2 separate regions of the Rattus norvegicus genome follow, and region 1 is linked to region 2. The links are chromatin contacts, called in public Hi-C maps. All regions are on one chromosome and are shown on one strand. The core of a region is the stretch at or near the end of the contact, and the rest is flanking DNA. Distances in the headings are between cores, read along the strand shown. Region 1 holds the start of Raver1 (ribonucleoprotein, PTB-binding 1). Region 2 holds the start of Dnmt1 (DNA methyltransferase 1).

The links. Hi-C and Micro-C count contacts between places; a contact is called where the count stands out from the background.
Region 1: a Hi-C map of liver shows a contact between it and region 2, with 3 times the contacts expected there. The contact joins the promoter of Raver1 here to the promoter of Dnmt1 in region 2. A contact is called at or near these places in 2 of 12 Hi-C or Micro-C datasets (both in liver).

What each region holds. Positions count from the first base shown.
Region 1 is chr8:27,903,966-27,910,873 of GRCr8, reverse strand. It overlaps Raver1 (ribonucleoprotein, PTB-binding 1), which reads left to right and starts at 5,543. Exons shown (of 13, transcript NM_001013939.1): 1 at 5,543-5,777. The coding sequence starts at 5,559.
Region 2 is chr8:27,757,222-27,764,152 of GRCr8, reverse strand. Dnmt1 (DNA methyltransferase 1) reads left to right here and starts at 1,312. Exons shown (of 38, transcript NM_053354.3): 1 at 1,312-1,471. The coding sequence starts at 1,392.

The sequences.
Region 1 (6,908 bases), core at 4,294-6,793, 140 kb before region 2:
AAGATTAGGCTCACAACAAAAAGGCAAGAATAGAAAGATATGGTAGCATTGCCTGTAGATGCTTCTACTGGGGAAGCTGAGGCAGGAGGATTGTTTGAGTCCTGTTATTAAAAGCCAAGCAAGGGGTTGGGGATTTAGCTCAGTGGTAGAGTGCTTGCCTAGGAAGCTCAAGGCCCTGGGTTCGGTCCCCAGCTCCGAAAAAAAGAACCAAAAAAAAAAAAAAAAAAAAAAAAGCCAAGCAAGATCTTATCCCAAGAAATTTGAAGGAAAAGAGGAAAGAACAGCAAACAGCAAGGCACGCTGCTCTGCACAGTGACCAGATGCTCTTGTGAACAATGCAGTACAAAGTGCAACTGCACACCCTCCACGTGTGCATGTCTCATGTCTATGTGCATCTGCGTATGGTCATGTAAATGGTTATGTGGGAGTCTCTATGTTCCAGTGCATGTGTGTTTATGTATCTGTATTTATGAGTGTTCCTGTCAGGATATTTATGTCTGTGAGTTTTCTCTCTGTCTATTCTGCACCCCTCACTCCATTTGTGAGACAGGGTCTTAGGTAGCCCAGGCTGCCGTTGAATTCACTGTATGGAAGGAAGGATGACCTTAGACTGACCTTGGATTACTATCCTCCTACATCCCCATCTCCCCTCCCTCCCACTTTAAATTGCATTGACTTGTGAGATGGTGACATGGCCAGAGGACGGACGCAGTGGGAATCGGCTGTCTCCTTCCTCATGGGGTGTAAGCCTTCCCCGCAGGCAGGCTCAGCAGTGAGCGGCTTTACTTACCAAGCATGCTGTGGGTGCCTCATCCACTCTTTTCAGTTTAGGTGTCTTGCCTGCATGCATGTCTGTGCACCACAGAGGCCATAGAGGGCATCGGTTTCCCCAGAACTGGAGTTACAGACGATTGTGTGCAGCCACAGAAATGTTGGGAGTCATTCCCATGCCCTCTGAAGAGGCCCCCATGCTCTTAGCCATGTCTGTGGCCATGCCTGCCTCTACTTCTTGAGTGCTGGCATGATGATACATCCCATGCCTGGTTTAATAGTTACCTGGATGAAATCCAGCTCTTCATGAGTCCTAAGGAAGCAGTCTACCAAGGGAGCCATATTCTGGGTCTCCTTTTTCGGTTGTTTGAAACAAGAGTAGCCTAGAATGGATGACCCTCTTGCCTCAGCCTCTGATGTGCAAGAAACAACACTAACTCGGGCTCTGTCAGTTCTGCCTGTGGGTCTTCGGGTAAATCACCTCACTTTACTGATCTGTTTTCCTATCTATAAAAGGGAAAAATAATGAGGTTTCATTAGCTGCCTGAAGTTGGTTGATACCTGCACAGTGTATGGAGGGGTGCACAGCAAAGCAAATGTAGTCAAATGTAGTGATGTTTGCTTTTCTCTCTCTCCCTCTTCCTCTCCCTCTCCACACACCCACCCACCCCCATCCCCACCCCCCACTCCAAGGTAGCCCTGGCTCTGTAGAACTCACTTTGTAGACCAGGCTGGCGCTGAACTCATAGAGATCCACCTGCTTCTGCCTGCTGAGTGCTGGGATTAAAGGGCGTGCACCACTTTTGGCCTCTGTTTTGTTTCTTATAGCCATGGATGTTAATACTATAAATGGTCGTCTTTCCTCACTGTGATGTCCTTGAAAACTGATTATCTTTAATCTTAGTGGCTAGCACAGGAACAAAAGGAAATTTCTCCTTTGTCCTCAGAATGTTCCGGGGAATAAGTGGAAAGGGGCTGAGGTTCCAGCTGAGCAGCAGGAGCCCCTGCCTAGAACCCCCCATGAGAGAGGACCTGGGAGCTAGGTCCGTCCCTGCCTAGACTCTCCCAGTGAGAGGCTCGGCCATGGTGTGGGGCTATGCCTGTGACCGCATGTTTTTAAAAAAGGCCCAGTTCACAGTTCTGCAGTTGGCACACCCTGTCTCCTCCTAGTTCTTGTGGTATGGAATCTGGACTTTGTGTTTGCCCTTTGCTGCAGGGTTTCTTCAGGGTATTGAGCTGCCCCACTCCATTCCCCTGGCAGCCCATGGGCAGGAACCTTACACTGCATTACCAGGTTGTGGGATGAGAGCCTTAGAACCACCTCAGCATGGTCCTACTCCCTGGAGAGGAAGAGCTGAACTGACAGCTCACAGAACATGATTCTAGGGACTTCGTAGAGGTCATAGCCATAGTGTTTGTGAAGAGAAAGAACCAACCATTGGGCCAATTTCTCTTTCCATGCACAACTGAACAGAAGTGGGACTGTACCAGAATACCTCAGCCCACTGACATCTTGGAGACTTTTGGTAAAAGAAGGGGCTTGCTTATAGAGGGTGGGTTTGAGCTGAGCCAGGGCAGTAGATATCCAAGATCTCAAGGGCTTTGGGGAAGTCATTGGGCATGGTGGCTCTAGAAGCAAGTGCAGAATGAGTATGATAGTGGAACTGGGGTGGTTTTGTTAGAAGGTCCTTGCCAAGACCCGGCAGGTGTGATATGGATGTGCAGGATGCGGGACAAAAGAACCTGCCCAGAGGAGGAGCCTAGTGGTGGTGGGGGCTCTGGGTAGGAGGGCAATGGTGTTAGGAGGGCCCTGGGTAGGAGGATCTTAGAAAAATTCAATTCTGATTGGGAGGACCCTGTTGGGACTCCCTGCTTCTGTGACTTCTTATCCTCCACATCTCCTAAGCCCCCCACTGTCTTGGAGGTAGGGACATGGAGGCCTTTAAGACTGCTTCCTGGATGGTCTGTTCCTGGCTTCCAAAGCGACTCCAAATGATGCTCAACTATAGTCTAAAGTCACAGGGACTTCCTCAGTACAAAGCCACTGCCGCAGTCAGAGAGAACCAGGAGGATGTTAAACCTGTAACCTGAGCCTCAGATGCGGAAGTAAGGAGGCCTAGGAGAGCCTGAGCGTAAGGAAGACACAGAGCTTCAGAAGCCACAGGTGGGGCCCACGAGGACAGAGACTAGGCTGCACCAAGGGTAGGTGGGCCAGGCCATAATGAAGGTGTGGCTTGAGCCATGGGGGGTCACTGGGTCAACAGTTCCTGAGTTATGTCTTCTCCTTTAGCTTTCCCAGGGCCTGTCCTAAGACTGAGCAGGGCCAACATCACAAAGCTGGCCATGGTCCATGGGTTCCAAGCCTTGGTCATGCTGGACAGTGATCCTGCCCCTTCTCTTAAAAGCTGGTCTGGGTTGGAGTTGGGGATTTAGCTCAGTGGTAGAGCGCTTGCCTAGGAAGCCCAAGGCCCTGGGTTCGGTCCCCAGCTCCGAAAAAAAGAACCAAAAAAAAAAAAAAAAAAAGCTGGTCTGGCTTCAGTTCCATCACAAAAGAGGGACAGTGGGCCTGTCGTGTGCAGCGCCACTCTGGAGGTGGATGGCTGACTGCACAGGAGCACCACTCTCCACCTGCATGTCCTGTGGAGGTGGTGGGTCAGACCTAAAGATCTCATCCCTCTGTCCTGGTCGGGCAGTCTCGACTTTTCCTTGTCTCGATCTCCTTCTGGGGAGTTTGTGAGTGTCCAATCACGTGGTGGCTTTAGAGACTGTTCCAAGACTGATCATGACAAATGTCCCCAGCACTCTGTGTTGCAAAGATAGGACTCCCACTCCAAGTGTCACAGCTCCGAGGCAAAAGTCACCTTGGCTGGCCAAGGAACAGCACAGAATCACACCGTACAACAAACCCCACACAAGAGATTTATTGGAAAATTACAGGAGGGTGGCTGCCTCTGCTCAGGAGAGAAGCAGCAAAGAGCTGAACAGGAGACAGGTTTATAGAAGGCTTCCTGGGAAAGGGGCTTTCGAGGATGTTCTGGGAATCGGTGGGATTTTGTGGCCTCATCTTAGGGCAAGCTCAGCGATTGGTGGGATTCTATGGCCTAATCTTGGACTTTATTTTTTCTCTGTGGGCCAGGGCTTGGTTGACTGGGAAGAAGGTCTGGCTATTCAAATACCAGGGGTTAGGCCCCACCATTTGAGTAGCCAGGGGGCAGGGCCTGGCTACTTGCACCTCGAGAGTTTTACAGTACATCTTGCAGAGCCAGGTCCAGAGCAATGAGCTCTGAAGGCCCAGGATGAGGGCACCAGGCATGGGGTAACTCATTACTTGTCAACCTAAACTACCATGGCACCTATCACTGCCAGGAAACTGGTCCAAGGCAAGGCACAAGAACACCTTGCTACAGTGAGTGACATTCACGGTAAAAGAGGAACCTGCAAGGTCTATAGGGGCAAGTTTAGCAGGAGCCCAGGGCACATATATGCACTTGGGTCTCTCTGTGCCCATCAAGGCCGGGATGGCCAGAATCATCACAGGGCTGTTCATGTCCCTAGGGATGTTGACAACTGCAGTGGCTTCAGTATACATTCTCAGAACGCAGAAAAAGAGTGGCAGCTAGCACCTGTGTCCTCGGGGCATTGTGTTATAATGATACAGTTCAGGGAGAGTTGTCCTGAGATTGGGGAAGATCAAGGTCCAGATTGAGTTGGGGATTGGGCCATATCAAGTTCCAGATCAATAAAACCTTCGAATTCCACCAGGCGTGATAGCTTACACCTTTATTACCAGCACTCTGGAGGCAGAGGCAGGTGGATCTCTGTGAGTTCAAGGCCAGCCTGGTCTACAGAGTAAATTCCAGGACAGACACAGAGAAACCCTGTCTCGGAAAACAAATGTGTGTGTGTGTGTGTGTGTGTGTGTGTGTGTGTGTGTGTGTGTGTAAAAATGAGCTAGCACTTGCCCATATATTTCTGAAAGTAGCTTTCTGTTGCTAGAGAGATCCATATCTGTCACTATAAACTGCTGATCTTCTTTCCTGATTGTGTCTTTTGCCAGTTCCTTCTCCAGCTCCTGTTTAACCTTTTGCTTCCTGGGCAGTCTATAGTACCCCACCAAGTCTACGGGGAATGAAACTCTGGGGTTGCCATGTTTAGTAGTAGGCCCCTAGTTTGTGTTTTGAAACCGTGTCTTACTATGTAGACTAGACTGCCTAGGCCTTCAGAGCACTGGAAATAACACCAGGTGTTTTTGGTTTGTTTGTTCGGATTTTTGTTTTTCCTTTCTGAATCAGGTTTATCTCAAAGTGAAGTAGGGCATGACTTTGAACTTCTGATCCTGCAGCTTCCATTTCTCAAGTGCTGGAATTGCATGTGTACACCAGCACAGCTAATTTTGTCTGTCGTTTTATTTTTCCTTTTGAGACAGGATCCCTATGAATTTGGCTTACGTAGCTGAAGACGACGTCATAAGATCTGCCTTCACCTCTCAAGGGCTTAGATTAAAGGTGTGTGCGCCTGACAGCTCTTTAGGCGGTGTTAGGAATAGAACGCCTATTCTCATTCCTACCTTGCAAGGCGGTTCCTTGCTGCAACTCCGCCCTTTTACTCAATGGCTCAGAGTCAGAGGAAGGGGGCAACGCTCGCGGCGCTGGGTCCAGCCAATAGGCTGAAGGGGGCCGGGAGAGAGGCGGGGCCTCTACCAACCAATCACTAAGCGCGCCCTCCTTGCCGCTCTATGTCGCTCCGCCCTGAGCTCGCTGGTCCCAGAAGGCGCCGGGTTTCCCAAGATGGCGGCCGACGTGTCCGTTACTCACCGGCCGCCGCTCAGCCCGGAGGCGGAGGCCGAAGCGGAAACTCCCGAGACCGTCGATCGCCGGACACCCGAACAAGAGTTGCCGCCGCTCGATCCGGAAGAGATCCGGAAACGCCTGGAACACACTGAGCGCCAGTTCCGTAACCGCCGCAAGATACTGATCCGAGGCCTCCCGGGGGACGTGACCAACCAGGTATGGGGGGTGGGGGTGAGAGCGTGGCGGGAAATGCCACGGTGCGCGTGCGCGGGGGGGAACAGGGCGGTACCAACGCTCTTGTGCGTGGGGGCTCTCCCCAGTGTCGTATCCTCTCCCAGGGTCATGAGACATTAAGAACGAAGTGGAAAGGGCATGGTCAAGAGGAGGAAAAAAACCCACTTTGAAGTGCGGGCCGACGTTGCTAGGGGCGACCATCCGGCTTGGGAGAGGCCAAATGGTTGAGGGGTGCAGGTAGTTGGAAGAGGCAGGCAGCTGTGGCGCCCCGTGGAAATATGTGTGGGGGGATGTGAATGGATTGATTGAAATAGATTCCAAGCTACCCATGCATATTCAGAAGGTGCTTTCCCTCCTCCGCCTTAGGGAGCTCAAATTTGGAAGTTTCAGAATTAAGAGCATGGCCTTTCTTACCAAACATACATCCACACCTTTTAGAGGTAGACCCGGAAGTTGGAGATGCACCCCTCAAATGCCTACTAAAATTGATTTTGGAAAATGGAGTCTCCTTTGACGTGTGGTTATGTATTCTATGGCACTTCCCTATGGCTAATCTTGTTTCCCGGGAGTGCCCTTCTATTGGGAACCTACATAGAGCAGGGTGTGCAATGCTCTTTGGACCCAAGAAAGTGGTATCCATGTTGCCCTGCCCGATGGTGGTGGGATAGGCCCTTTCTGATTGCTGCTAAGAATCTCTTCTCTCTGGCTCACCCTAGTACCCACTACTATGTAGGCACATGGCTAATGAAGCCCCAGAGGTGTTGGGAGTATGATAAGGGAACGGACCTGGAGTAGACACCTGTATGCACCATCTCCTGCATATCTGGAATTGCCTGCCCAGTCTCCTTCAGATCATACACAGGTCATTTGGTGCAAGGAAGCCAGGCAACTTGCCCTGGAAACCAGCATTCAAAACAGCAGCCCTGTCAACTTGAGGGAGTTTGGGTGGCTGGTGCACCCACATAGTGTAGGATCAATTAAATGAGTGGAGCCCCTGATCAGGCATCCCTGGGTAGCATGCCCTGTGTTGTCCTGACAGTTTCTGTGGTTCACTTCTTACAGCCTCGGTTTGTTTCCTTTTGGAGAAAATGGCTTAGTAATTAGCTGTGAACA
Region 2 (6,931 bases), core at 63-2,562:
TTCCAGGACATCAGGATAGGCTTGGCAGCACGTTTACCGATGGGGCTGTCCTGCCAGCCTGGATTCCACACTTCTCTCTCATCTCGGCAGCAGTTGCTAATAAAGCAGATGTCCCTGAAGTCTGGCTTAGAATATGGCTGGTGAGGGACTGGGGGGCAAAGCTTAGTATTACCATTCTCTAGCATGCATGGAGCCTCATTCCCAGGACCCTGTTCCTTGACTTGAGGCAACTCAACAGGGAATCTGCCTGTCTGTCATCTGTGCTCTTTGCTTCTTTCCAATGCGACTCACCGGTGGCAGGGCTAGGTTCTGGCTGGTTGATGGTTTCCCTCTGAGATGGCTGACTGCCCTGTTCCTGTCCTTCTATCTTTCCTGCTTTCCCCAGAGGTGTCCCTGTGGCCTGTGATAGGCTGAGGAGCATCTTGTCCAACCTGCAATCCAATTACCCATTATACACGAGGTGGCACTGCCGTAGAGATCTACATTTTGGGCCCTGGAACCTGTTCGTCTCCGTTTCTCTCTGGTATTTTCTTTCTCGTTGGTGCTGCTCACTCTTTGGGTCTCTTTCACAGACAAGCCCACCCTTGAAGCCCACCCTTTTGTTTTGAGACAGGGTTTCTCTGTATAGCCCTGGCTGTCCTAGAATTCACTGTATAGACTTGGCTAGCCTCAAATAGTGATCTGTCTGCCTCTGCCTCAGTGCAAGGGATTAAAGGCATGCGCCACTGCTGCCTGGGTTTTTTTTTTTTTTTTTTTTTTTTTGGTTCTTTTTTTTGGAGCTGGGGACCGAACCCAGGGCCTTGCGCTTCCTAGGTAAGCGCTCTACCACTGAGCTAAATCCCCAACCCTTTTTTTCTTTTTTAAAAAGACTGTTTTTAGACCAGGCTGAACACACAGATCCTCCCACTTCTGCCCCCAGAGTGCTGGGATTAAAAACATGGCGCCACAGACTCCACCACCTCTGCCCGACTCAAAAGATCACTTTTTTTAAAAAAAATTGTGTTTGTGCATGTGAGTGCGGTGCCCATAGAGACCAGAAGAGGGCGTAGGATCCCCTGGAAGTGGAACTACAAGGGCTTGGAGTGCCTGGATGTGGGTGCCCTGTGAAAGGGGAGTACTACCTGCTCTCAAGGGCTGATCCACCTCTTCAGGCAAGGGGGAGGTGAGTGGCTCCAGTCACAGTGCGGACGAGCCCACTCCAGCCAGGAGGTGTGGGTGCCTCCGTCCTGCGCATGCGCACTCCGTTCGGGCATAGCATTGTCTTCCCCCACTCTCTTGCCCTGTGTGGTACATGCTGCTTCCGCTTGCGCCGCCCCCTCCCAATTGGTTTCCGCGCGCGCGAAAAAGCCGGGGTCTCGTTCAGAGCTGTCCTGTCGTCTGCAACCTGCAAGATGCCAGCACGAACAGCTCCAGCCCGAGTGCCTGCACTTGCCTCCCCGGCAGGCTCGCTCCCCGACCATGTCCGCAGGCGGTAGGTACCACACAAAGTGGGGGCGAGGGGCGGGACCGATGCGGAGGCATTTATTGGGGTATCTCGGGGTGGCCCTGCGGCCGCTGACAGCCAGGGCGCGCATGCGCGGGGCAGCGTTTGGCGCGGGCTGTGCTTCCGGTCGCGCGCGCCTCTGGCTGTTGGCGCCAAAATGGGTGGGGGCCTGGTTGCTGGCAAGCCCATTGACTGGGAACTTGAGGGAGGAAGGGGATGGTCCCTTCTAGCCTTCTGGAATAGAACAAGCTTGGGGACACCTTCAGGGTTTCCCCTCTTCGGCCAGCCCGGCTCCTGGGTTGCAGGAAGTGCCCCTCTCAGGGCCTGTGGACACCCTGAAGCCCCCACCCCTCTCCAGCCTTCACTTCCGGTGCCCTGCAGATCCCGCCGCGCCCACCCGAGGGTTCCTCCGCTGGGACCCCGAAGGCCCTCGTGCAGAAGGGCTCTGCATTTCTCCGTTCGAGTCCCGCTGTCAAGTCCTAGGAGCTTTTTCTCTCATGGTGCGGTGCTGGGCCTGAGCAGCTTACAGCCCTCGTGGGTTTTTGTTTTGTTTTTATCCCAAAGGAGCTCCTGCGATCCTGGAGCTATCAGAGACTATGCCTGGAGAGAGGTGGTGCAGAGTGGGCCCTCCACTTTGGCAGTAACATAAACTGTCCCGAGATCCCAGAGCAATCGAGGAAACCTTTTAACACTGTCCAAAATGTGTATCAGAGGGAGGGAAAAATGGATGATAGTAAGATGTCTCCGCCCCCGCCCCGTTATTTTAACCCCTGTGAACCAGTTCCTTCGATTCTGCCGCCATCGAGGAAGCTTTTTACATTGTCTAGTGTTTATTCCGAGGAGTGAGATGGCAGATAAAACTCCCATTTCAGAACATATGAATTCCCCCACACTCCCGCCCGAGCAGTCAAGGAAGCTCTTCAACTTTCAATGTTGTGTCACTGGAAATGAGGGATCCTACCACTAGTACCTTCCATACCTCCACGGGGAGGTCTGTGTTCAGGGATTGGCGGGAACACCGGATCCTGCTTCCTGTTCCAGAAGGGCATCGTCCATCCGTTCAATCCTGAAAGCTTGTCCCACGTGTCACTGTGCGCTACTTAGTCATAGGTTCCCTGACTTTTGCTGCACATATTCCAACCCGATAATGAGTTTACTTTTGGTATTTCCATGGGTTAGTTTGGTGGGGTGTTGCCAGGCCGGTTGCCTTTTGAGGTTTAGGGGGATGAAGTGGGAGGAGAGCCTGAATTCCCCCTTGTCAAACACTCCCCACCCCCAGTTTGCCCCCGGGATTGGACCTGAAACTCTGTGAACGGTTTCTACCACTGAGCTATACATCTCCAGCCCTTTCACTTTTTCTTTTCTTGGAGATGGATTCTTGGTGAGTTTTCTCAGACTGGCCTAGAATTCCCCATCTCCCTGCCTGTGACTCCTCAGTGCTGGGGGTTACTGACATGTACCACCATGATGGTTTGGTTATTGAATGCTGGCTTTTTGATTATATAGACACAAACATTCACAGCCTTTGACACACCTCAACAGATTTTTTTACCTTTACAATTTACTACCAAAAAATACATACCTATTAAAGTATTTCGTTCTTTAAAGTTAGACAGTGCTGTAACCTGCCTTTCTGTCTTGTTTTTTTCCTGTTCTTTGGGGTGTGTGTGTGTGTGTGTGTGTGTGTGTGTGTGTGTGTGTGTTGTTTTCATTTCCAGGAAAGGATTCCTGTAGCCCAAGAAGGCTAGCCTTAGGCTGACTGTATAACCCAGGCTAGCCTTGATCTCTTGTATCTACTCAAGTGCTGGGATTACAGGAATATGACCCGGGTTAACTTTTGATTTAGAAAAACTTAGTTGCAAAGTATCTACAGTGTGAGATAGAGAGGTACTGACATTTGGTGGGATAGTCCAGAAGCTGACTTAGGCCTTGTTGCAGCTTCCGTCCACCCTGTTTTGTATTTAAATGGCAGTTTAAATAGAAATGTGCATAGTTCTGCTAGCTGTATAAAATACAGGATTTTTCAACATGTGGATTTTAAGTCTTAGTGTGTATGAGGGGAGGGTATGTGCTACAGCTTGAGTGGAGGTCAGGACCCCTTGCAGGAACTGACCTTTCCACAAGGTCCTGGTTATGGAACTCATGTCATCAGGCTTGGTAGCTTCCCCTCATCGGCTGAATTCTCTTGCCAGCCCCAGACTGACCGTTTCTTTGAAATACAGTAAACCCTGCATCTTTGAGGAATTCAAATCATGCTTTTTAGTGAGATGTGGCGGCCATGGCCTATAACCCCAGCCTTTGGGAGGCAGGAAGGTCGTGAGTTAGAATTCAACTAAGGCCTCATTTCAGACATTCACACCTTGCAGGTGAGGGATTTCTTTTCCTGAACAGGTGGCATCCTCTTCCCTAGGGAGGTTCCTTTGACACGGGTGTCTAACTTCTTTCCATTTTTTACAATTGAAACTTATTTTCAAGGCATGGTCTGGTCTCTATGTAGTTTGTCTGGTCTCGGTCTTGCTATTGTTCCTCTCAAGTGATGCGTGTTACGTGCCTGGCTGACTCATTTTTGTTAAACTTACATATAAATGGTGTGTGATACATATATACGTATATACACATATATACACATATATGTATACACACATGTATGCACTCTGGTATGTGTTAAGGGGAGACTTTTTAACTTTATGTGCATGTGTACCACAGCGTACGTGTGGCAGTTAGACGTTTTCATGGTGTTTGTTACACTTTCACCATGTGGATTTGGGGTCATACTGAGGTAGGTGGTCAAGGATGTGGGACACGTGCCCGTCTCCCCAAGCCATAGTTAACTACATTTATCTGTCTGCGTCTGCATGTGCATATTTAGCAGTGTATTATGGCGGTCAGAATACTTTTCCCGAGTCAGTTCTTGGGCAGTACTGGAGATGGAGCTCAGACCATCAGTCGTGGTAACAAGAAATGGAGCCATTTCATCTGACCCTATAAGTTTTATTTCATTTTGAGACAGGGTCTTACTATGTAGCCTCAGCTAGCCTGGAACTCTGGGGACCAGGCTGCCCTCGAACTCTGATATCCACCTGCCTTTGCCTCTTGGATACTAAGCTGCCACCATGGCCAGTTTAGAAAGCTGCTGCTGCCTTTTTAATTCCATTTGAACTTTTTGGAATTGGTTTCTTGCCTTCCCCCTTATGCTGAGGGAGAGGGAGAGGCAGGTATAGGTGCTGGTGAGTGCCTCTGTGCCCACATCTGTGCCTGATGCCCTAGGAGGCCAGAAGAGGGCATTGGATCCCTGGAGCTGGATTTTCACTTTCAACCTTAATTGCTTTTTTGTTTGAGACCGGTTTTCACTCCTCAGCCCCCTGCTACTCTAGCATTTGATATGTAAACTAGGCTGGCCTGGAGCTAACAACCGTTCCTCCTACCTGAGCCTCTGAGTAGGAGACTAGTAACCTTTTCTTTGAGACCACTTGCTTATAACCTTGTAACTCGCTGATTTATTAGTCTGCCTGGCCAGCAGGCGTGGAAGTCCTTTTCTACGTCTTTGAGATCCAAACTCTGGCCCTTGTGCTTCTGTGACAATCGTTTTACTGACTTCCTCCGACCTTTTTTGTTTTTGTTTTTGTTTTCTTAGGCGGTTGGGTAGCCAGGGCCGGCCTCACATACCCTGTGTAGCTTTAAGATGACATGGACTCCCAATCCTCCTGCCTCCACTTCCAGGTGCTGACATCCATGTGTTCACACTGATTACTGTGGCACTAGCGATGGAGCTGGGAGCCTTAGGTGAACGAGGCAAGCCCTCTAGTTGCTGACTTTCTCTCTTCTGTGCACTTAAGATCACTCCTCAGAAAGATGACACAGCCTGGCTTAACTCAAATAGGAAGTGTGCTGAGCTCTGTGATTTAAACTTTATTTTTGCTGTGCCGAAGTTGAACCCAGGCCTGTGTCCGTTTGCTCTATGTTGGAATGGGTAGGGAACTGGGGGATACCCCTCATTGCAGCTGACCTGGAGCACACTCTTTTTAGGACAGGTGTTTTGTTAAGTTGTACACTGTCTCTTACAGCTCTGTGAATGCCGTCTTAATCTTAGTACCCAGTCCATGTCCAGTTTTTGCTATTTTTGTCTTTCCAGAGCTGAGGACCACACCCAGGGCCTTGCGCTTGCTAGACAAATGCTCTACCACTGAGCTAAATCCCCAACCTAACTTATCTTTGTCTATTTGCGTGTCATGTGCATGCATGTGCCCGTAGAGACCACAGGTGTCAGACCCCACAGAGCTGGAGTTACATGGGGGGAGAGGGGTCTTGTTAGCTGCCCGACCCAGTGCTGAACAAAGTCCTCTGTAAGAGCAATGTGTGCTGATAACCACCAAGCCGTCTCTCTAGGGCTCCCCATCTGTTCTGGGGGGAATAGAACTCAAGGCAGATAGTTTACCACTCAATGTGCTATCTGAAAAATGGGGCTGGGGCTGACTGCTCCTTGGGGTTCTGTAGGCTGTACTCATGTTAGGAGTAGGTTAGCGCTCCATTCTGGTGGTCTCTACTCTGGGCCATCATGGCATTGAGGGGGTGGGGGTTGAGGGTGGGGGTTTTACCATCCAGGGTGCCAAATACTCAGGTACTCTGTGGAATGGGCTTTAATTTCAAGCTTGCTTGTAGAATCATCTAGGGTTGTTCTCTCTGCAGTTTGCCTAGGCGTTTTGTATGCCAGGTCTCAAGTCCCCCTTCTGTTTTAAAACAGTCTTTGTAACCCAGGCTAGCTTTGAATTCTCTATCCTCCTGCCTCAGCCTTCTGAGTGCTGCTGAATCGCCAGCATAAGCTGCCAAGCCTGGCTTAGCTTTTAGATCTTTCTCAGGTTGAGGTGACCTTCTGTGTATCTTCTTAGGGCTGGCCATGGATCTGGGGCTCTTGGACATGCCAGGCAAGTGCTGTGTCTCTCAGCCCCACCTTGGGACAAACACTGCTATTCTCTTGTACAATTCTGTAGGTCAGGAATGAGGGATGGGATGGGTAGAGAAGAAATCAAGGTTTCTTCTTGAAATGGGTAGGGAAAGTGTCCTCTCCGGGGAACTACTTAGTTTCTTGCTGTCGTGTGTGTAAATTTTTTGTTCATGGCAGTGTTTCTCTGTGTAGACCTGACTGACTATGTAGACCAGGCTGGCCTTGAACTCAGACTGCCTGCCTGTTTGCCGCTGCCTTCCAAGTGCTGGGATTAAAGGCATGCGCTACCAAGCTCTGCCCTGATTCTTTTTTGTAATTTCAGTTGTATACTTCTGGGTGATCTTGAGCTCAGTTTCCCTTCTGCAACCTTGAGTACTCTGATAGGTGTGTATTATACCTGTCATACATATGTATTCGTATGAATGCAGGTGCACTCCTCAACATGTATACAGACCTCTGGGAATGATTAATTTTTATTCTGTAGTGGTTATGTGTGACAGCAGAGG